Regions from separate parts of the Gossypium hirsutum genome. Here region 1 is linked to region 2. The links are chromatin contacts, called in public Hi-C maps. All regions are on one chromosome and are shown on one strand. Each heading gives the region's core, a stretch centred on a gene start, on an enhancer-like site or on the middle of the called end of the contact. The rest is flanking DNA. Distances are from core to core; before and after follow the strand shown. Region 1 holds the start of LOC121213801 (translation initiation factor IF-2). Region 2 holds the start of LOC107917730.

Evidence for each region. Hi-C and Micro-C count contacts between places; a contact is called where the count stands out from the background.
Region 1: a Hi-C map of leaf shows a contact between it and region 2, with 2.1 times the contacts expected there. The contact joins the promoter of LOC121213801 here to the promoter of LOC107917730 in region 2. A contact is called at or near these places in 2 of 34 Hi-C or Micro-C datasets (both in leaf).

Annotation. Positions count from the first base shown.
Region 1 is chrD01:8,004,210-8,008,818 of Gossypium_hirsutum_v2.1, forward strand. It overlaps LOC121213801 (translation initiation factor IF-2), which reads left to right and starts at 2,492. Exons shown (of 2, transcript XM_041086927.1): 1 at 2,492-3,094; 2 at 3,325-3,914. The coding sequence starts at 2,578. The coding sequence ends at 3,713.
Region 2 is chrD01:7,856,347-7,860,827 of Gossypium_hirsutum_v2.1, forward strand. LOC107917730 reads right to left here and starts at 3,200. Exons shown (of 2, transcript XM_016847017.2): 1 at 2,737-3,200; 2 at 1,708-2,646. The coding sequence starts at 2,977. The coding sequence ends at 1,856. It overlaps LOC107917729 (receptor-like protein kinase THESEUS 1), which reads left to right. Exons shown (of 1, transcript XM_016847016.2): 1 at 1-1,647. The coding sequence ends at 1,337.

The DNA.
Region 1 (4,609 bases), core at 1,242-3,741, 150 kb after region 2:
GAAATCGTTCACTAAGATCGTTCCAAACTGCTGCCGCACTGGACGCAAAAACAATCCCCGCCGAGAGTTCTTTACTAACAGTATTTAGAATCCAAGAAAGGACAATCGCATTGCAGCGCTCCCACTGATGACCCATATCCTCCGGTACCATGGTTTTAGAACAGGTGCCATCCACAAATCCCAACTTGTTTTTTGCCAATAACGCAATTCTCATCGTCCGACTCCAAACAGTGTAATTCTCAACACCTGTCAACTGATGAGCGACGAGCAATGTACCCGGAGTATCTGATGGATGAAGATAACACGGGTGATTGAAATCAAGAACAGAATCAGAGAGACTCATCTTCTTTGTTACTGAAAGAACCCAAAAAGAAAACAAAGATAACCAGCAATCCAAAAAACGTCGAAGACACAAATGAAAAGTGCCCTAGAGAACAAACCAAAAACTGCCAGAAAAAACGACTACCATAGCATCTGATACCATGTTGAAAAAAATTCTCACTTACTTGTTTAATACACAGAGTATGTTTACATTTATAGACTATTTGTTTAACTAACTAACTAATCTTGTAACTGCCTAATTTTGCTAACTACTAACTACATTAACTTCTCAACAATATTTTTGTCAATTCGAATTTAATATCATCAATTTTTTAAAAAAAATTAATTTGACCATCAACCTTTTAAAAAGAATTAAATTGTTTTTTTAACTGAAATATTGACTAAAACATTAAATTTTTAAATATGATAGCTCGAATGACAATCCACATGTATTTCATGCCAATTTTTTTAATTTTTATAATTTTTTTTAAATTTAAATATTTTTATTTTTATTTTTTCAAAATTATTTGTTGACATGACATATAAGATAAATTGTGCGATGCCAACATAAAAGTACATGTGGACTACCATGGAGGTCGACACACTAATATTATTAAAAAACTAATGTTTTAGGCAGTATTTTTATTTTTTTAAAAACAATAATTTGACTTTTTTTTGAAAGGCTGAGGGTTAAATTTAACTCAAAAAAGAACAAAGACCAAATCGATAAAAATATAAATGTTGAAAGCTAAATTTGATATTACGATGTTTTGTAAGATAAGGATGGATGGAAAAAGCACAACCTTTTTGGTGGGCAAAGTAAGGCATACAATTGGGAAGAGTTACCTGCAAAATTTGTTTGGTTTTTGTTGGAATTGTTTAGTACCTAAATTGGTTTTTGAGACAATGTTGTCCTTAACTACCCAATTTGATAATTGCAGTTTGGTCTTTGCTCTTACAAGCTTGTCTCCTTGTTTAATTATGATTAATGCATGGCTAATATTTTATTGCTTCCATATTCACTTAAGTTGTTTATTAAATACTAAAATCTTTTCTCCAGCTATTATTTAAGTTAACAATGTAAACCTAGAATTTATTTATTACAATTTCTTTTCACATTAAAAGAAAGGTCTTGTTGAGAATTGAATTTTAAGTTGTTTATTAAATGGTTTTGATTATTTATTTTTTTAAGTTGTTGATTTATTATACTAACGTTGATTTAAATAAAAAATATATATATTTTAGATTTGTTATATCATTTCAATTCTAGAAATTTTTGAGTTAAAATTATTTAAGTTTGAGATTCGAATTTTTTTAATCCAGTTATTATGGATTTGGATTAGTTATATCTCTACCTCTCGAACACACCCTTCAAGCACCTACTCCCTAGAAAGATTCTTAAATACTTTTTTTTTAAAATACTCTTCAATTACACAATCACGTGAATCTTGTACATTAATTATCATATTTGGCATTAACCATCATGTCTCATCTGAAATGATTAACAATGTGTCAAATTACCACTCTATTTAGATCTATGGTGATAAGCTACTTGGCCAACTTGCTTTAAGATCACCAACAGAGGAATCACACGTGACACGTTGAGATCGTTGTTAAGAATATATAAACTCTTAACCTCATCTGTGAAAGGGGATCTCTCTCTCCACTACTTACTTAAACCCATAACTATCATCTTCTAACTATCACACGCAACGAATCTTTCTCTTACCCTAAGCAAGATAAACCATGCTACATTACCATTATTTTTATTTTGTCGGACTGTATCAACATAATTATTTTTAGTTCTAATTATTATAAATTTATGACATTTTAAATTCAAATTATTTCGGATATTGCCCTTTTTGAATTAAGTTTTTTTAGTTTAAGGTTGAAATAAAATCGAGTTTTATAATAATTAAATTAGGTTGTGTGGAGTTTTCGAAACCGTAAGGTCTATCTCCAAGTCAAACAAATACGTCGACTGTACGCCAAATGTGCACAGTACCACGTGGAAAATGAAAGCCCATGTCACCGCCTGCCAACGTGTCGCCTCTCTAAACCGTATCTCCTGGCCCCACGTCAACCTCCAATTCGACGGCCAAGATTTCATCACAAAAACCTTCTTCCACTTCTCCTATAAAAATAGCTTTCACCATCTTCAAGTTTCAATCTCCACCCCTTTCCACCTACAAGTTTTTATTTTCTCACCTTATTTTCTCGAGAAATTTTTTTAGCTCTTTTGTTCTGCTATAACTAATGGCTACTCTAATGCTCTCTCTCAAAACAGCGCTAATATCAACTGGAGTCATATCCGTAGCGATTCTGCTTAAAGTTTCAGCTCCATCGGTGACTCAGTTTGTAACGTCTGGTATTCCTTCAATTTACGGTTTAATACTCTCTTTTCTTCGGCCTCCGTACCTTTACCTTCTTATCAACGGCATCATCATCTCTATCGTCGCCTCTTCCAAGCTCCAGGCGCAGAAACCAGAGTCTACTGAAGAAATTAATCCTTCGCCGGAGATAGTTTCGCCGGCGCTCAAGGTTCCAAGCGAAGTATTTAGCAATGAGTACAGTTACGGAACTCCTGCAGCAACAGTCTTGGTGGCGGAGGAGATTAAGAGAACGGTGGAAGAGGAGAAAGTTAAAGTGGTGACGGAGGCGGCACCGGCACCATTGAGGACTGAATCTATGGAGCTTATTAGTTTGATGGCGGAGAAGCCGCCGGTGGCGAGGAGGTTCGGTCAGCGGAAAGCTGTGAAAGCGGCCACGGAAGGTAAAACTACTAAAACCTCTAAACCTCTCGCATGAGATTTCAAAATGAAACGATTATGAATATACGTGAAAAGTCGAAATTATCCCTAATCTTTACATCAAATTTCAATTTAAATCAAAGTAGAAATGCGAAAATTATTACAAGTGTACGAATTTCATTTTGCACTATAGATTTGTAACGGTAAGGATAGAACAGTAAATTTGATGGTGGTTGGTGCAAAAATTTTGCAGGGAAAGCCTTGAGAGTGTCGAAGCCAAAACGGCACGATACATTGGAGGCAACGTGGAAAACGATCACGGAGGGTCGTCCGATGCCGTTAACACGTCACCTGAAGAAATCCGACACTTGGGAACAACGCACTCAAAAGGACCATAATACCCCTCCCCCTCCTCTCCCCAACACCATGAAGAAATCTGATACCTTCAACGAACACTCCAGGGAACCGCCACTGGCTCGATCCTCTGGCTCAGGAAAACTCAAGAAAGACCCTTCGTTGAGTCAGGACGAATTGAACCGCCGAGTGGAAGCGTTTATTACGAAGTTCAATGAGGAAATGAGGTTGCAAAGGCAGGAGTCTTTGAATCAGTATCAGGAAATGCTTAGAAGAGGGGCACAGTAGAGAATTTACTGACCTCTTGGGGTTAAAAAGTAAAAGGACTCTCTTATTTTTTACTTTTTACCTTTTTTGTAAGTGGGGGTAAATAGTTCCTGCTCTGTAAAGGTGCTTTTGACTTTCCTTTTCTTCTAGTTTTGTTTTAATGTAATGTTGATCATTGGAACTCCATGATTTTGTGTAATAGCTCAAATACAGCATTTGCCATATTACGGTCTGCATGTCCTTCAAATACATATAAAAAAATAAATAACATTAGATTATGCATGGATGTTCTCAAATTTTATATAATACAGATCTTTAATTTCTCAAAATCCATTTAAATACATTATTTATTTATTTTTAAAATATTTTTAAAAAATATATATATAAATATAATTTATTTGAATTTAATACATCAAAATTTTTATTATTTCAATTTTTTACAGTTTCAATCAAAATTACACTTAATATATATATTTAAAAAATTTACGTAAAACTTTTCACCGATAGTATTTCATAATTTATAGCATGCATAAGATTACGCCAATGGCGTCCCCTACATGTCACTAAAAAACCGCTTGCAATGCATTGCATTTATTAATGGTGAGGTTGCAGTGTTACCTTGTTTTTAGGTTAGTGGACATATTGGGTTGTTGTTACGTTGATGTCATTTCATTTGCATCATTTTAGATTTACCAAAAATCTTATACGATGTTCGTTTCCTGCCATTAAATTATTGTAATGTCCAAAATTTGTCAAAGATTTGGTCGAGTTTGGTTGAATCTGCTTCGCATATCTTCAGATTTAGCATCTCAAATATATACATATTTGTTGAAATTGCTACTGTTTTTTTTTTTTTTCTCTTGGAAGGTGACACATTATTTGTGATACTAAATAGAAATTTGTTAATTATTTTGGAA
Region 2 (4,481 bases), core at 1,950-4,449:
CTTCTGTTAAGAATCTCCTTCCGGAATCATCCTCGAAGAAGAACAAGATATGGATAATAATCGGTTGTATTGTTGGAGCTGTAGGTGCAGTGGCATTAATCGGATTCTGTTATTGTTGCCTGGTGGCACGGAAGTCGAAAGATACTCAACAAGGACATCCATGGTTACCTTTGCCCTTGTATGGAAACTCGCTGACCATGACCAAAATGTCCACAACATCGCAGAAGAGTGGAACAGCAAGCTGCATTTCATTGGCTTCCTCCAATCTTGGCCGCTTCTTCTCCTTCCAAGAAATCCTTGATGCTACCAACAAATTTGATGAGAGCCTACTTCTCGGAGTTGGTGGTTTCGGAAGAGTCTACACCGGAACCCTTGAAGATGGGACTAAAGTTGCTGTCAAAAGAGGTAACCCCAGATCCGAACAAGGTCTTGCTGAATTTCGCACCGAAATTGAAATGCTATCTAAACTTCGCCATCGCCACCTTGTCTCTCTTATTGGATATTGTGATGAAAGATCGGAAATGATTCTTGTTTACGAGTATATGGCTAATGGACCCCTTAGAAGTCATCTTTATGGAACAAATCTACCTCCTCTGTCATGGAAGCAACGACTTGAAATATGTATTGGTGCTGCTAGGGGACTTCATTATCTTCACACTGGTGCAGCCCAAAGCATTATTCACCGTGATGTGAAGACAACAAATATTCTCTTGGATGAGAATTTTGTAGCCAAAGTAGCAGATTTTGGTCTTTCAAAAACTGGTCCAGCTTTAGATCAGACACATGTGAGTACTGCTGTTAAGGGTAGCTTCGGTTACCTTGACCCTGAATATTTCCGGAGGCAGCAACTTACAGAGAAGTCTGATGTGTATTCATTTGGGGTTGTTCTGATGGAAGTTCTCTGCACTAGGCCAGCTTTAAATCCAGTTCTCCCGAGAGAACAAGTTAATATTGCGGAATGGGCAATGACTTGGCAGAAGAAAGGTATGTTGGATCAAATCATGGACTCTAATCTGGTGGGGAAAGTGAATCCCGCTTCTCTTAAGAAATACGGAGAGACAGCTGAAAAGTGCCTGGCTGAGCACGGCGTTGACAGGCCATCCATGGGAGATGTATTATGGAACCTTGAATATGCTCTTCAGCTGGAAGAGACTTCATCAGCACTAATGGAACCAGATGATAACAGTACCAACCATATCCCAGCCATTCAGACACCACTTGAGCCATTCGATAACAGTGTGAGCATGATTGACGGTAATTCTGGCACTGATGATGATGCTGAAGATGCCGCTACTAGTGCAGTATTTTCACAACTCGTAAATCCTCGTGGAAGATAGACGGTAATTCCGGCAATGGACATCCTGCTTAAAAATCTGGTTCTCCTTGCTGGCTTTGCTTGAGAGAATACTTGGAAAAATCCCAAGATGTTTAATGAAGGTTTTTTTTTCTTACAATTATTCTGTTATTTCTCATCAAATTTTCATCCATAATATATTTAGTTTGTAATATAGTTGAGTGATGGTTACCAATTATATCCATCCGAAATTTGCATGTAATGTACCATAAATATCCATTATTGTTGATTTAATTCATGTTACTATTACACAGTTACCCGATAAGGAATATATCTCATTTGTTCTCTGCTCACTGCATGAGTTCACAATTTATGGCTATTTTAGTTATTTTTCTTGTGAGATAAAAGAGGAATTTTATTGCATATTTATTTTATTTGATGAACTGCCAAATTGGATTTACTACAGAACATTCGACACTGGATCTTATCATATTCAGACAAACTCAAAATCAACATATCCTTAAACTGCAATCCAACCTGTCATTCTAAAAAATGCATGATTTATCTCCTACAAACTATTCCACTCCCACTAGAGGCTCTGCTGGTGCAGTCTAGAGGGCTGTAGTCCATCAGCGATGAATCTCTTTGGTCCGATGCTCTGGCTGGAGGAAATTTACAGGTATAACAATCGGCAGTGAGAAGTGATGACGTTCGATATTTGTCTTCTCCTCCAACTATTGGCATTGCCGTGCCTGGTTTTGCAGGGTTCATGAAATCCGGCTGATAAGTCCTACCAAGTACTCCTTCAACTTTCGAAGATAAACCGTAGAACTTGAATTGCAGCTCTAAGTGAGCAAAACAGTCGTCAGAGGGTATTTGGTAGTTATGAATACGATCATCTTCCCTGGTCACCGGCACCACATTTACTGAAATCTCAGCAATATCAGGTAAAGTCACTAAGACACTATTCTTGTCAGATGTTCTCTCCACTGTAAGGTCACTTTCCGGGGATTTCCATGATGATAAATGGCCTTCCGGTACGACAATTACGTTCCCATTGTAAGAGAACCTCAGATGGTCAAATTCCTCATCCCAAGTTGCTGCACGTTTGGCCTCAAGAGAAAAGGTTTCGGATCCAGAGAGGACACCAATTGCTTGAATCCAAGTATAATCCCGGGTTCGGCCTGCTGGCCTTAGGCCAATGAACCTGCCATTAATTTGGAGGTTAGGATCCGATACCAAACTGAAATGCTCATTGCTCTTCCCGTGGAAATAAAACACGATGCCATCACCGCCGATGAATCTAGGATCCAAGCATGCTGCCCCAGGGGCATTGCAGTTCGGCTTCCTATCTACAATCACGAAAAAAAAACCAGACATTGTATCAACACTTTAAATAAGTTCAACATGAAATGATTAATCTGTTTTTTTTTCCTGTTTACTTTTGCATTCAGCTTTGCATATAGGGGAATCGCAATTAACATAGCAAACTTTTGCCTTCCGATCCGACGGCTTCGTCGATGGGCATTGAGACGGGCATGTCATCGTCTTGAGAAAGCAAGGACTCCTACGTGAAAAGCAAGTCCTACGTTCTGGAACACCCTGCCCATGAATCTGCACCGATGCTGCTGATATGAAGAGAAACAAAATAATCAATGAGGAAGCATTGCTAATGATCTTCATTTTTTTTTTGTTAAAAGAAGCCTAAACTCCACAAGGTAGCCTTAAAAGTAAAAACCCAACTTTCAGAGATTTATAATCTCTTCTGAGAATCTTTACTTATCCTATAATTTAGCAGCTTTTGAAGCAAGAACATGGTCTCATTGTAGCATTCACAGGATTGTATAGTTTTGGTCAATGCTTTGGGATTCGTATTTGTGATTTAAAAATTGGCTGTTGACAATCTCTTAAGTTGGTCTAGGACTAGGATGGATTCATTGTTGAGTGACTTGTTTTTGGTCAACCCCATGTGGGATGGCTTGAATACCTTTCTAAACCTCATTGGCAATTTTAAACAGAATTTTCAGCAAGGAACATTATTTGATTGCAGTCATTTCATTGGGCTATCTTTCATATGAATTATATAAATATCAACTAGTACATGCATCGATAAATTTGGTTTTGAATTGTGGTTTCACTCAAATTGGGTTGTTTGTTTATTGAAAATAGTTTCAAGAAAATGATTTTCGAAAAATGACTTAATTTCTTGAAAAAATTAATATTTTTTGGTGTTAGATGAATATATGCAAAATATTTTCTATTTTTGTTGAGAGATTTCTTAAAAATATTTTATAAAAGTTATGAAACAAACATACATCTGCGATTTTCTTATCTTTTCATTGTTTAATTGAGTTTATTTTATATTTATAAATTTATATTTTACATTATTTTTGCATATATTAAAAATATTTTGTTAAATTCAGGCGTCATTTTTTAGTTATATGACTACTAATTGAGTATTTTTTATTTAAAAAAGTGACATCAACAAAATTGACAAAAAAAATTTATCAATATCAACAATTGAACTTGATATTCAAATCTGAAAAGAAGGATTAAATTCTTGAAAATAAAAGTATAAAGGCTAAATTGCAAATTTGTAAAAAGTACATAGAATTATGACATATTTTAACTTTTATACTACAAAACATTTATTATTAATATATTTATAATTGTAATAAATATTTATTATATAATATTAATATTGAATATTTTCAATTAAAATAAATTCAAAGTATTAAATAATTTATTAAAATAATAAATTATATCAATAATTTATTATATGAATAAATATAGATAATAAAATATGTATTTTTAATAATATTGAAAAATATAATATTTTAAATTAAAATATTAAATATTTTTAAAAATAAAAATAAAATTTATTATCAATATAATAAAATTAAACTTGATTTAATTTAATTTTTATATAAAAATAAAATTAAATATTGAGGAGCTCTTTTCCATTGACTAAGTTCTTTTTAAATTATATTTTACTATTTTGTGAATTAAAAATCATTAATTAATTGTGTATCAAATTTTTAAAATTCACAAATAAAATTAAAAAAATTTGCTATTGAAAATATATTACGTATAACATCAATAATTTTTCTTTAATAGCACAATCTAAATGAGGCAGCTAAATAAAGGTAAAATATTATTAACTTCTTTATGGTATAAAGGATGACTT